Regions from separate parts of the Macaca mulatta genome. Here region 1 is linked to region 2. Evidence: chromatin contacts called from public Hi-C data. All regions are on one chromosome and are shown on one strand. Each heading gives the region's core, a stretch centred on a gene start, on an enhancer-like site or on the middle of the called end of the contact. The rest is flanking DNA. Distances are from core to core; before and after follow the strand shown. Region 1 holds the start of SYF2 (SYF2 pre-mRNA splicing factor). Region 2 holds the start of TMEM50A (transmembrane protein 50A).

Region 1 (3,095 bases), core at 314-2,813, 38 kb before region 2:
TATGGTCAACAAAGTTGAGTCTGTTGCATAGAAGAAGAGAGCAAACCACGGAGAACTGTGGGCATTTGAGTGAAAGGGCGTTAGGAGGGGCTCGTTCCAGGATTTGGGTTTGTATCAGGTGACTGGGGGGAGGGTTAAGGATCTGGATTGAGTACTGTCAGAAAGCAGAGGCTTTCTACAATTAGGTATCTTAAATTTTTATATAGGAGGCAGAAGTAACGGAGACTAATGCTGTATTTGGTAATAACTGTCACTGGTGTTAGCCAGAATAAAGAAATACGTGGTCATCCTTGTACTTCAAGAAGTCTTCTTTGTTTTGTCTCACTACAACAGTCAGAGTGATTTTGGGGTTTTGTGAACCCATGGCCTGTCAGGTCACTCCATGCTGAAATAGGGGCTGCTTTTCTCTTTCTCAGCTCCAACTGCAGCCAGCTATTTGCTGGACTCTTATCCCTAATACAAATTTTCTTTGAATTTGTTCCCTTTGCTTGGATTCTCTTTCTCTAACTCCTTTAGTTGTCTGGCTTTCAAACAGTAGTTTAGGTGTCACCTATTACGAGGCACCCCCTGGAGACCCACAAACTGCATTCATCTCTCCTCCTCTGCACTTCCAGGGCACTTAAGACATCCGATTCCCTATCAACTGGCTGAACTACCACGCTGTAGACTTTCAAAGGTTTCCCATTATTTTTTAAATTTTCTTTTTATTCTTTTCCCCCAGAAGTCCTAGAGACAGATGATTATTTTCTCCCTTTTCAAACAGATTCTGATAGAAGATTATTTTTTAAATCAAGTGAACCAGGTCTCTTACTGACACAAGTTTCTTCCTGTCTCTAGCTCTACATATTTCCCTAGGTAAAATGAAGAATTTGTTAGAATCACAGAGCAGGGAGGTTGTTAGTAATGGAGACTCGCAAACCTAACCCAGATACATTAAATTGGATGTGGGTAGGAGGGGGGCTAGAGTGAACAGGTATATTTTCAAAAGTTCTCATAACGATCCCCATGTGCTGCCAGGGTTGAGTACCACCGAACAGAGCTTTCCTCTCAGATGATCCTGCTCTGTTGGTCTGTCAGACGCAGTGGTGTGGCTTCCTCGTCCCCTCTACAAAAGCGCAAAAGCTTGGCCAGGTGACGGATCTGAGCCGGCCTCCAAGACTACTCACCCGCAACAGGTGCAGCTCCCGGAATTTGCGCAGTCTCTGTTCGCGCTTCTGAGCGGCCAGCTCTGCCGCCGCAGTGAGGGACCCCTCTTCCGCGCTGTCCACCAGCACCTGCGGCAAAGAGAACTGGCTTCAGGCAGAGCCAGCTCGGCTTCTCCCAGGACGGCCCAGGCCGAGTCCCCGCCGGTCCCCACAGGCTGGGCCTAGGGCCTCCACGGCCGACTTGATCCCAGTGTCTGAGCCTCCTTGAAGCGAAACTAGACTTCGCCTCCACCTCTCTCCAGGCCGCTCCCCGGAACCCTCACCAACAAAACCCCCGGTGTAGAGTCGCTCGAACTCACCTCGGATGCAGCGACAGCCGCCATCACAACCTTTCTCTCTTCCCACTTCCGGCAACAACATACAGCACTTCCGTCAGCCTTCAGACAACCGGGCCGATGCGTACAAATGAGCTACCATAAGCCCCGCCCCTTCCGGGCGGCCTCCGGAAGTTGGGACCCTTTAGCTGTGAAACGTTTTGGATTGGGCAGGGTCTCGCGCAGCCGCGAGAATCCGCGTGGGCAAGGACAGCGGGAGTTGAGTCGCCAAGAAAAGGGTTGGGAAGAGCTCAGAATCGGAGGACTAGAAAAAAATGACCAAAAGGAGTCTAATAGAAACTCCCCTACTCTGAACGCTGTTCCTGGAAACCGCCTTTTCAAAGAGTGAGAGAAATCTAACATGGCTCACTCCAACTTGCTTCTAGCCTCGCAGGGCGGCTGTCTTCGCTCATTCCTGGGCATAAACCAAGCTCACCATGGGAGAATTTATAGTTTAACTTTTAAGCAAGGATGAGCATAGTCCCTCCCTTAAACAGTCCCCCGCCTTGTTCGGGGGCTGAAACTGCCTTTATGAAATTAATGAAAGACCGGGAGGTTAGGTATATGAGGGGCGAATTCTGCTAAAATGTAGTAAACGATAACCAGCCATTGTTTCGGAGGACATCGGATGTGTAACTTCCCCAATTACTCCTGTAGGTAACGTCGTTATTGTAGAACCTAAGATTGGTCTTTTGAGGCATTTTTGAGACTTTCGCATTCTGGCAACTAAGTGACCCCACCTGGACTCGTGACTCATGACCCAACCGCTTCCTCTGCCCCACTCCTCCCCCAAGAGGCGGGCTCAGCTGTTGAGGAGTGTAGTCCACACCCCTATGATTGCATCTCCAACCAATCAGCAGCACCCATTCCCTGTTGCTCTGCCCACACCAAACCAGCTGAAAAACACTAACCTCTGGGCTGACCCTTCAGGAAAACTTACTTGAGTGGTAACCCTTCTTCCCTGAGGCCAGCGTCACATTAATACAACTCTATACTGCAGTAGCACTTCTCAGTGAATTGGTTTTGTCTGTAGTGGGCAGGAAGAACCTGTAGTGCCATTCATTCCCGTAAGTGGAAAGTTCTTTCCGTTTAGAGCTTAGCATGTTGTCACCTTCTCCAAGAAGCAGGTCTTGGCCAGGTGTGGTGGTTCATGGCTGCAATCCCAGCAAATTGCCGGGCCGAGGCGGGAGGATTGCTTGAGCCCAGGAGTTCAAGACCAGCCTGGACAACAAAGTGAGAATCAGTCTCTAAATTAAAAAATAATACAAATAAAAAGAATTTTTGTTTGTGTGTGTGTGTGGTTTTTGTTTGTTTGAGACGGAGTCTTGCCCTGTGACCCAGGCTGGAGTGCAATGGCACTGATCTCGGCTCACTGCAACCTCCGCCTCCCAGGTTCAGACAATTCTCCTGCCTCAGCTTCCCGAGTAGCTAGGATTGCGGGTGCCTGCCACCATGCCCAGCTACTTTTTGTATTTTTAGTGGAGACAGGGTTTCACCGTGTTGACCAGGCTGGTCTTGAACTCCTGACTTCGTGATCCGCCCACCTCAGCCTCCCAAAGTGCTGGAATTACAGACG
Region 2 (2,717 bases), core at 118-2,617:
ATATACTGCCGCCGTACATGTAAATCAGATGAACCTGCGCGTAGCTCTTAACAAGTGACCCACCTTTTTAACTTAAGTGAAAGGAGGTTCTGCTCCGGGACCTCTTCCTGGATCTCTCCCTCCACCCTCTGTGTTCTTTCGGGTGCACCATAGGGTCAAAGCCGCAGCAACGCCGTCTCTGTGTGATCGCATAATGCCCTTCTGTAGCACGACCTTCCCCCGAGAGTGACCAGCTACCGGACAGGCACCACGGAGGGGTACCGAGCACCTCCCGGACCGGCGGCTGCAGGATCGCGAGTGCCTCCGCTAGGAAGACCGCACGTTGCCCCTGTGCTTCCTCCGGTGGCGCCTTCTGCAACGACACCTCGACCCTGCTCCCTCTCTGGGGCTGGATCTGACTCCTCGACGGCGATCCCAGACGCGAGACCCAAACTGACGGCTTCCAGAAGAGGGGCCAGCCCGGCCACAAGTCGTTCACGTAGCTAACACATCATTGCTTCCGGCTTCTTACCGTCCTCCCCTTTGTAAATGGTCACCTCCCGAAAACCCAGGCTCTCCTCCAACAGTGGTTCTCAAGCGAGGCGATCTTCCCCGAGGGGGAGGATATTTGGCAAAGTCTGGGGACATTTTTGGTTCACTGGGGCTGCTACTTGCATCTACCGGGTAGAGACGGGGGATGCAGTTACACATTCTAAGCAGCACGGGACATTACCCTTCCCAACCCAGACAGAATGAGCCGGCCCAAAACGTCAGTAGTGCCCAGGCTGAGAAACCCTGCCTTAAACAAACAGCAAAGAAAGGCCAAGTCCCATAAGTGGGTCACCGCGCCGGGACCGGGGTCCACGGGACACCCCAGCCACACCGAGCTGGGAAGTCCCCGCCTCCTGGAGCTGAACCCGCCCCTCTACCAGAGGTGGAACCGCGAGGGGGCGGGAACAGGCACGGAGAAAATAAACAAGACTAAAAAGTCCTGAGTAGCGCTGTGTGGCTGCAAACCGGAACCCAACTTTTGCACCACATGGGACCCGGCACTCTTCCTGCCACCCACACCTGAGACGGCTGGGGGGCCGACCCCAGTACTAGAAAACACTCGTCACCTCAATCAAGACGGGTACAAAGGCCAACGGATACCTTCCTTTAGAAAGCTCAGCACACAGAGCAACTTCTCACGCCTACCCTCGAAGGGCGTACTCCAAGCTAGCACTTCCGACGTCCAGCTGTGATCCCAAAGCTGCGGAAAGCCCCGCCAGCGAGCGCCCGGGCCTGCGCAGACGCGTTGGCGTGGTGGGCGGGGCTCCCTCCGGACCCGGCGTCCCGCCCTCCGCCCCGTGTCCGCATGCGCGGCTGAGCCGCGGGGGTGGTACTGCTGCATCCGGGTGTCTGGAGGCCGTGGACGTTTTGTTTTCTTGGCTGAAACCGGTGGAGTGAGGCAGCTGCGCGCGGCGCTACACCGGGCTCCGGAACCACTGCACGACGGGGCTGGACGTAAGTGTCGGGCGGGGAATGGGGGCAGGAGAGGAGCGGCTTCAAGGCTGGAGAGGCCTCGGAGCCGGGACCGTCTGACGGGTTGGTGCCTACAGCACAGGCTCGTTGCCGCCACCCTCCGGGAAGCCGCAGACCGGGGCTGAGCCCCTGCAGACCTCTCCTCTCCTGGGTCCTGCGGCGCCTGGAGAAGGCGACCGCGTCCAGACCCGCCAAGACGGAGACGGGACCGCGCCCTCCCCCAGGACATCCCAGGATTCTTGGAAATACCCCGGTCCCCCACTTTACAGCTGGACAGGCCGAAGCTCCGAGAAAGGAGCGTGGCCCGTCCGGCTCCCTCAGCGAGGGGCGGCCGGGCTGAAGGTGGCTCCCCCATCTTCCAGCCGCGTCCCTCGAGACCTAAAATTCCCAGAGTTTGGAGGGCGGGGTCTGGCTTGAGCGTGCCAGTCGTCGTGCAAGAAAAATGGATTCGGGGCGGGGCCATTGGGATGAACCGAAAGTAACACTGGATTGCAGTTCTTCCCGGGGAAGAATCGAATGAGTGAATTTCCTAAATTGAACTTGTCCCAAAGACATCTTAGCACTGGCTGTAATCATGTATTTTAATATTTAATTTTTGAAAGAAGTTAAAAATGGGAGACGTTGCTCTTTTTTAGGGTGTCATATTTTTGGACAACTATAATTGCTGGCTGCAGAGTAATTTAAGGGACTCAAGTTCGCTGTAGGAATTAGGGTGTTCTCAAGTTATACGTATTTCAGGTTTTTTCATACTCTGAAATAGAGATAACATGGCTGTGTCTCAAGTCAGGTCTGTACAGCTCGGCTTACAGGAGTGTTTTATGTAATTTGTAAAGACAGTTTGGGTCTGCTATATTTAAATAGTTGGATTTTTGTAATCTGAATTAATATTAATCACAATTTTGTGCATTTTTTTGGCTGGAAACACCCTTTAGGATCAGAGATAGGGATATTAAAATCAAGTGGATGTTCTTTACATAGAAATGACACCAAAAGGCAGGCTTGCAGAAAGAAAAACAGTGAAGTGAATGAAGTGAAGGGAAATGATGTGGGTAGAGGTAAGAACTGCAGTGCAATGTTTAATTTCTTAATTTAGGTGTGAAGAAACACACGTTCTGTGATAAAATATGTAAATTAGAGAATTATTTTTCATTTGAATCTGTACTTCCACATAGAGCCACAGTTTATCACTTGTCTCTCTACTAATGTTAGTACTC

What was found. A called contact is a pair of places that touch in the nucleus more often than the background predicts.
Region 1: a contact with region 2 is called in a Hi-C map of CD4 T cells, with 3 times the contacts expected there. The contact joins the promoter of SYF2 here to the promoter of TMEM50A in region 2. A contact is called at or near these places in 3 of 14 Hi-C or Micro-C datasets (CD4 T cells, fetal cortical plate and liver).

The regions. Positions count from the first base shown.
Region 1 is chr1:215,730,229-215,733,323 of T2T-MMU8v2.0, reverse strand. SYF2 (SYF2 pre-mRNA splicing factor) reads right to left here and starts at 1,563. Exons shown (of 6, transcript XM_077969211.1): 1 at 1,505-1,563; 2 at 1,167-1,274. The coding sequence starts at 1,528.
Region 2 is chr1:215,691,976-215,694,692 of T2T-MMU8v2.0, reverse strand. TMEM50A (transmembrane protein 50A) reads left to right here and starts at 1,367. Exons shown (of 7, transcript NM_001261245.1): 1 at 1,367-1,485. It overlaps RSRP1 (arginine and serine rich protein 1), which reads right to left and starts at 1,273. Exons shown (of 6, transcript XR_013405762.1): 1 at 64-1,273.